Linked DNA regions of Gossypium hirsutum: region 2 is linked to region 1. A link is a contact called in public Hi-C data. All regions are on one chromosome and are shown on one strand. Each heading gives the region's core, a stretch centred on a gene start, on an enhancer-like site or on the middle of the called end of the contact. The rest is flanking DNA. Distances are from core to core; before and after follow the strand shown.

Evidence for each region. Hi-C and Micro-C count contacts between places; a contact is called where the count stands out from the background.
Region 2: a contact with region 1 is called in a Hi-C map of leaf, with 3 times the contacts expected there. The contact joins the promoter of LOC107933525 here to the promoter of LOC107933526 in region 1. A contact is called at or near these places in 7 of 34 Hi-C or Micro-C datasets (leaf, petal and seedling).

The regions. Positions count from the first base shown.
Region 1 is chrA08:102,339,427-102,343,431 of Gossypium_hirsutum_v2.1, reverse strand. It overlaps LOC107933526 (jasmonoyl--L-amino acid synthetase JAR4), which reads left to right and starts at 1,933. Exons shown (of 5, transcript XM_016865759.2): 1 at 1,933-2,270; 2 at 3,341-3,646; 3 at 3,725-3,826; 4 at 3,920-4,005. The coding sequence starts at 3,354.
Region 2 is chrA08:102,670,724-102,674,728 of Gossypium_hirsutum_v2.1, reverse strand. LOC107933525 (eukaryotic translation initiation factor 1A) reads left to right here and starts at 2,312. Exons shown (of 1, transcript XM_016865758.2): 1 at 2,312-3,731. The coding sequence starts at 3,129. The coding sequence ends at 3,566.

The DNA.
Region 1 (4,005 bases), core at 684-3,183:
TATCTCATCTAAAAGTATACTACGTAATAGATAGGTAATATGTAAGATTATTTGTGTCTTAGAGAAAGTTTAGATGACCAAATTGATGATAAATAGGTTAGTTGTGTATCCGCATTTTTGGCATGTGAAATGAGTGCATTTCAAATCGTTACTTGTGTTATAAAATGGTTAACTATAAATAAATGATTGAGCATAATTTTAGTTTGTGAATTAAGCTTGATAAGTTTTGTTATTGATGTTCGATTATAGCTCATGTTCAATATGGTTAAAATGTGTATAAGGTTTATTTGTTTAATGAAACATATTTGATTATTTGTGAAGATATGAATGCCGTGTAGGCTGATGATTAAATTGCCATGTGTTAGGTTTTATTTGATTTAATTTGTACATGTTTCGAAATATGTCTTAAAATGTTTGATGTTTATTAGATATCCGAATTTGACTTGTATTTGTATATTATGTAATGATAAAATTTCGATTGATATTTAATTGGACATTCATATATACATATGAATATGACTTGTGTGAATATTTAGAGTTGTGCTTTTGTCCAGTAATTCCTCCGGACTCTAATCCGGCAACGGATATGGGTTAAGGGTGTTACAATTAGAGGACCTAAGAGTACCTTCCTTTTAGCTAACTTATTACTCTTGAAATTTATTGATTTGGAGATGTGTGAAATATACAACGGTGACCATACATTAGTTTTTGACTTTAATATAAAAAAATAAAAGAATTTGAGTAGTTTTTTTGGCATAATGTTAATTTGGCCTTGAACGTTTGTAATTTTTACCAATTTGACTTTTATCCTTTTTTTTAAGCTAAGTTTGACCATTCTTTCAAAATGAGTCAATTTGATTTTCTTTAACAAAAATACTGATTAAAACATTAATATTTTAATGATGATAGTGTGGCAACTCGTGTGACAATCTATGCATGTTTTATGCTGACATGACACTATTTGTCTTATAATCCGCATCAACAAATAATTTTAAAATTATAAAAATCTTCAAAAAATAACAAAATATCAAAATATCAAAAAAGCCTATAAAATGTTTATAAAAAATAGCATGAATTACACACGAATTTCCATGCGAGTTGCTATGTTTAAAAATTTAATATTTTAGTCAATATTTTTATTAATTAAATAATAATTTAACTCTTTTTGAAATGTTAATTGCCAAATTTAAATCTTTTTGAAAGGTTGAAGGTCAAATTGATAAAAATATAAATATTAAGAGTTAAATTTATCATTATTCTTTTTTAATATAAATACTTAGTAAAATTTTTTACCCTGCCTTGCTTTTAAATATTTAATGTATTTAAGAAGGAAAATTAAGAAGAGGAATAAAATAAATAAATCATTTATATTCTAGACTTAAAAGTTGAAATTGATATTTTATTGATTCAATTATGTTATTGTTAATATTAAAAAAATAAATGAAAAATAACTTTTTTCAAAAGGATAAATATCAACGTAAATTCAAATATCAAGACTCAATAGATATGGGTAATATTGTCAATGCAGGAGGACGTGAGTTCGAGTGCGTTGAAGCGCATTATTCTCCTATTTATGAGTTGAAGAATGGCTATGAGTATTTCTAGACATTTTCATTATCTATTCTTGTAGATTATCCATGTAAAGTTTAAATTAAATTTTTATATGAATGGTAAATACAAATATATTGATAAATTTAATGGTTGAATTGTTAAAATATTCTATTTATGCCTTATAAAATTTTAAATTAATAAAGATAAAATTATATTTTAACCCGTAAAAATAATAAAAATAATTTAATTTTTTAAAAATTATTAATATATAAACTATTAAAATCATGAAAATTTACATCTTTATTACCCTAACAACATGTTTTAGGCTTTTAGCTTCTCCGCTGTATAAATTAATAACAAAAATAAAATTATGATCGTATTCACTCTGAAAAGACTCTTAGGAGATTGGTTATATATTATATATGGTCGGATATAGATATATATGAAGGCCAGCGCGAATATCCATTGACCAGCTCAACGACCCAACCTTCCCCCCCCCCCCCCCCCACCAAAAAAAATAAAACTTCAACCCCTCCGTACATACAGAAAATTCTAAAATTTTCTCTTTGTTTTCCAGTGAGGATAACGCGGTGTTTTTGAGTTTTTTTTTCCTTTTATAACCTCTCTTTCTGCTCCTTTTTTTTCCTCAATTGAGAGTTATTTAATTCATGCTCTAAAGCTGCTGAGAGAAGGGAGATTTCTAGATTCGGATTTTCGAGGTATGCTGAAATTAGAGTTCTGTTTGTTATTTTATTTGATTTGTTTCGAGTTTTCAATAATGTTTGGTTAGTATATTAGTGCTTAATGGGTTCTTTTGGTTGTTTAGAAGGCTGATGAACGTGCGGGGATTTTTATCTTCGAAGAATTAAACTTAGTTTTGGAGTTTTATTTTTTATTTTTTTAAAAAAAGTTTGGGTGAGGTAATGGAGGGAAGTGGATTCAATTCAAGTTTTTAATTGTTCTGGAAATAAATTGTCTCCAACTCACTTATTTAGCTATTTTTTCGCTTAATATGAACATATTACGGAATTTATGAAAAATGCAATTCTTCTTCTTCTTCTTCTTCTACTGACTTTTAGCGTTTACGTGTTCATGGATCTATGTAAGTTGGTTGTAATTTCTGATTGGAAACTTCGAATCTGTATGACTGTTTTGGCCGAATGATTTAGAATAAATTTCAAGGAAATTAGACGATGAAAACCAAAACAGCTTATTGAGAGTTCAAAACGAAAAGATGACTTTTAGTGGATTCATCTAAAACGAGAGCTAATGGTTTAAATCTTAAATCTTATTGAGAGAAAAGCTTACAGGAAAACTGCAGAAATCTTCGAAAACTTGCAATTATTATCTTTTTAACTTTTGGTGAACATAAACTTTAAAGTTCATCTCCTTGTACTACTTGATTCTTCTAAATTCCTTTCTTCTAAGGGATGAAAATTTATATTCATTGAAACTGAACGAAAACCCTTTTATGGCGAAAATCCCAGTGTTTGGTTACAAATACTTTTCAAAGCAACCTATTTATATTTTATAGTCTAATTATATTACCAAAGCCGCCAAGCGTGCTAGCATATAATTTAAATCTTAAGATAAGTGAAGTTTCAACATTGGTTTTTCATCTAAGACTTAGTTCTTAGAAGACTAGATTTGATTTGTTGCATTTGCTCATAAAATCCAATATTTAAAGAGTCCAACAAGAATTGGGTGAAAATTGATAACATAATCTGAAATGAAATGAAATGAAACACCAAATATTTCCATCATACTGCTCTTGTTTCAATATATGTAGAGTTTCAGTAACGATGATAGAAAAGATGGAACTTCTGGACGTGGATAAACTGATAGAAGAGTTTGAATCGATGACAAAAGATGCCGGGAATGTTCAAAGGGAGACTTTAAAGAAGATTTTAGAAGAAAATGGATGTGCTGAATATCTGCAAAATCTGGGCCTCAATGGCAAAACCGACCCTGAAAGCTTCAAAGCTTGTGTTCCTCTCGTCACTCACAATGACTTGCAGCCTTATATTCAACGAATTGTCGATGGTTCTTCCTCTCCGATTCTTACTGGAAAACCAATCACCACCATTTCTCTCAGGTATATATAGTTTTAATCATTGTTTTTTATGATTTGATTTTTCAGAATTGAGAGCTGGTTTTTTGTTTGAAACCGCAGCTCTGGGACTACTCAAGGAAAGCCCAAATTTGTGCCTTTCAATGACGAATTAATGGAAACTACTTTGCAGATTTACCGTACTTCATATGCTTTTAGAACAAGGTGTGGTAGTATTGAATTGAATATTCTTTTGTTATTATTGAAATAAATGGTACAGGTTGGATGATCTTAACCTGTTTCAGTATTGTCATACAGAGAACTTCCTATTGAGAATGGGAAGGCTTTGCAGCTCATTTACAGTAGCAAACAAAGCAAAACCAAAGGGGGTTTGATTGCCGGAA
Region 2 (4,005 bases), core at 1,063-3,562, 330 kb before region 1:
AAAATTGGCATCAAATTTAGGACTTTCTTTTTTATCTAAATGATGTTCCTGTAAATTTCTTTTTTATTATTTTTCCTTTTATTTTATTTTCAAATTTTAATTGATTTACTTTTTCAAATTTAAAAATACAACTCTATTTGTTAATATGGTTCATTATTTTTAAAATTTCAATTCCTTATAATCTCATTTCTTTTTGTTACAAGTTTTTTTTTCAAAATATTGCACTTGTGAATTTAATGAATAATGTTAATAATTAGACTTATATTTTTAAAGGCTTAATATATCATTTGACACCTAAGCTTGACATCTTCTTTAATGTGCTACTTATATTTGAAAAATGTTTTATGTTTTTGGGTAAACTATACTTGTGGTCACCCAACTATCGATAAGTTTATTTTTTAGTAACTTAACCATAAAAAGTTACAAAATAGTATTCAATAAATTTTTTTTTTGCCACCAGTTGTTAAATAGTTAATAGAAAGATGATGTGATAGCTTTTAAAATTGACATAATAATAGCTTTAACCCTTAACATTTATATATTGTATTAATTTAGCCTTAATTTAAAAAAAATTAACTCTTAACATTTACACATTGTGTAATTTTAAAAGCTGTTGAGTTGTCAATGGGGCTACCACTGATGTTTTGCATCAAACATTGTGGGCAAAGAAGTAATGCAAATTGGATAGTTAAATCAAGTAAATGTGATTAGCAAGGTACATCTCAAACAATTTTCTAGTTTTTTACATTAGCGCTTACCATTGATTTAGCAATGGCACAAAGGCCTTTTCAGAGTTTAGAAGCAGATAAGTCAAGTGTCTTATAAACTAGAATTAGCAACAATATTTAAGGTTAACCTAATGTTTAATGTGGACATGCCAAAGCCTTTATGTGAGCATCAAGGGGATCTCAATTGAGGTCACAACAAGGGTAAGTAAGAGTGGACTCTTCGACCAAGATGTATAAGGGGGAAAAACAATGTGAGTTAGATATAAGCCGAGGCGAATGTCTCAAGGTAGGGAACTACCTAACAAAGTGACTAGTTGGGAATCAGTTGAGGCATTGTGGCAGTTCTGAGATGAGTTTAACCAGCATTTTTTCGAGCACGTGACAAGGGCTTCGCAAGAATGGGTTGAGGAGAATGTCACGGGCAACAAATCAAAGCTCGTGACTAATGGACACAAAATCACCTAATGAGGTCAACTGATCAATTTGAGCTCATTTAACCCATTTTGGACTGGTCTGATTCGTAAAACATAAAGGGATGCCCATTTACTTTGAAGCCTTGGTGGCCTAGTAAAACACTCTAGTAAATTAAGGTTAACAATGTAAATATTGTAATTCTAAAGGGATAAGGTTGTATAGTGTTTAAATCCCTTAAAATTTTTATATTGTAGATAGACATTAATCTTAGTCGTTGATGTAATTTAAATTGTATCATTGGATCTAAGGAGCTCAACTATAAATAGAGGTCTTCCTCATCATTTGTAGTCATCCTATTGAAGAGTAATCAAATACATTTGGTGTGCATTTGCTTTCTTATGTCATTTTCTATTCATTTGTTGTTTCTTTGCTTGAGAGTTTGCTTTTGTTAATTTATTTGTGAATTCTCACTTTTCAAGAGTTAGGCTAACTTAAGCAAAATTGAAACAAAGTTATTGCCTAAAACAGTATGGTTTGTTAGACTAAAGTTCTAATCCTATAACATAAACTTTAACCTGAAACTTTTGTTCAAAGACTTACCCATTTTTTAAATGGACAACTTGACATATAAAAGTAAAAAGTAAAAATAATTTAGTTGGTAAATTTTGCAAGTGAACGGCTTCTCTATTATAAATAGAAGATTAAAATATGTTATAGGTTGTTATACTATTTACAAATTTAGAATTAAATTCCTATATTTTTATTTATTGAAATTTAGTTTTTTATTTTTTAAAATTTGAAATTAAGGTCCAATCGTTAATGTTGTTAATATTTTTGTTAAATTTGTTGGTGTGACATTTTAAAATAAAAAAAATATTCACTTGATAATAAAGTAACTAAAAAAATAACATCGTAATAGACTTGAATTTAACAAAAATAATTTAAATAGCGTTAATAGTTGAACCTAGATTTTGAAATTTGAAAAATAGAAAAATTAAATTCTAAAAATAAAATTATAAGATTAAATTTTAATTTTATGAAGAGTAGAAGTTTTTAACTAAATATAAACAAAGATAAAAATTAAAAAATAGGTTGGGCAAAGTAAAAGAAAAGAAATAGAGGCATTCTAAATATTATTTATCGAGAAAGAAGAGGAAAAATTAAAGCTTTATTCATGTTTTAGCCCTTAAATTATACCTATTTTTCATATTGACACTTCAACTTTGCTTCTGTTAACATTTTCAATCCAAAATGTCAAACCGCGTTAAAAAAATCGAAACCCAATCAGATTGCGGCACTTGTTTTTCTATTATAAATAGTATAATTTTTATTAAATATATACATAACCTTAAATAAAATAAAAATATGAAAATTTGGTTGATCCGACGGTGGAAGAGGGAGATCGGAGAAAGTTAGCTTGCAAATTTTATTTTGATGAAACCGATTTCAGATTTAGAAAGACCATGAAAAAACGAACTTCGAGTAAAGCTTGGGGCTTCGTAGGCCACCGGCGACAGTGGCCAGCATGGCAGTAGGCGCGGCGGCCAGCACCGAACCTGGCAACCTGGGTTCTAGTTTTAGAGAGAGGGCAGAGCATTTTGGTTCTAGAGAGAAAAGGGCAGAAGAACAAGTAATGGTAAAAAATATAAAATTAAATAATTTCTTTTTTTATTTGTTGTTTAAAAAATTTATTTAACAAAACCCAAAAAATACGTGTCTAAATCTGATTGGGTACCTAATTTTTTTAAAACGCCGTTTGGCATTTGTAGTGGAAATATTAACAGAAGTAAAGTTGAGGTATCGATATGGGATCAATAAAAATTTAGGTATCAATGTGGGAAAATGGGAATAGTTTGGGGGCTAAAACGTGAATAAAGCCAAAAATTATAGAAAAGAAAAAGAAGAATCTTCAAATTAAAATTAAAAATTAGGGTTTACTTTTCCATCTGAAGAAGGGGGGAGAGCAATCGTTGCGAAGAGCCAAAGATGCCGAAGAACAAAGGAAAGGGAGGAAAGAACCGTAAGAGGGGAAAGAACGAGGCCGATGACGAGAAACGTGAGCTTATCTTCAAAGAAGATGGCCAAGAATACGCCCAAGTCTCACGCATGTTGGGTAACGGCCGCTGCGAAGCTATGTGCATCGACGGCACCAAGCGCCTCTGCCACATCCGGGGGAAGATGCACAAGAAGGTCTGGATCGCCGCCGGCGACATCATCCTCGTCGGCCTTAGGGATTATCAAGATGACAAGGCTGACGTCATCTTGAAATACATGCCCGATGAAGCTAGGCTTCTCAAAGCTTATGGTGAGCTACCCGAGAATACCAGGTTGAATGAAGGGATTGCTGGCGGCATTGATGAGGAAGATGATGGTGCAGGCGATGACTACATCGAGTTCGAGGATGAGGACATCGATAAGATTTAAATTTCTCTTCTTCTTTTTTGTCATTTTTGAATTTATTTTAAGATATGGTGGTGATATTTGCCGTATGGTCATGCTTTATTAAGCACAATGGATGCTGGATTTATGTTATTACACATGGATTTACCTTTTATTATGTTAATGGCATTGTTTTCTCTTTAAATTTGACATGGGTTTTCATATTTTGTCCTCATTTCTGAATATTGCAATTTAGTATGGGTTGATTTTTGAGTTTGGCTGGCGGATTTTGTTTTATTTGCTTTCATGTTATCATTTTCTTTTGAGAATTAGTTAAGATTTTGATTGTGGTTGTGGTCTGAGTCCTTTATTCCATTGGGGAGTTCTATTTGATTGCAGGGTGGCTTTGATTTCAAAGTTTTGTGGGAATATTATGGTTTTGATTTCAATGTTTTCTTCTTTTTGTTAGATTTTTATTGTTGTA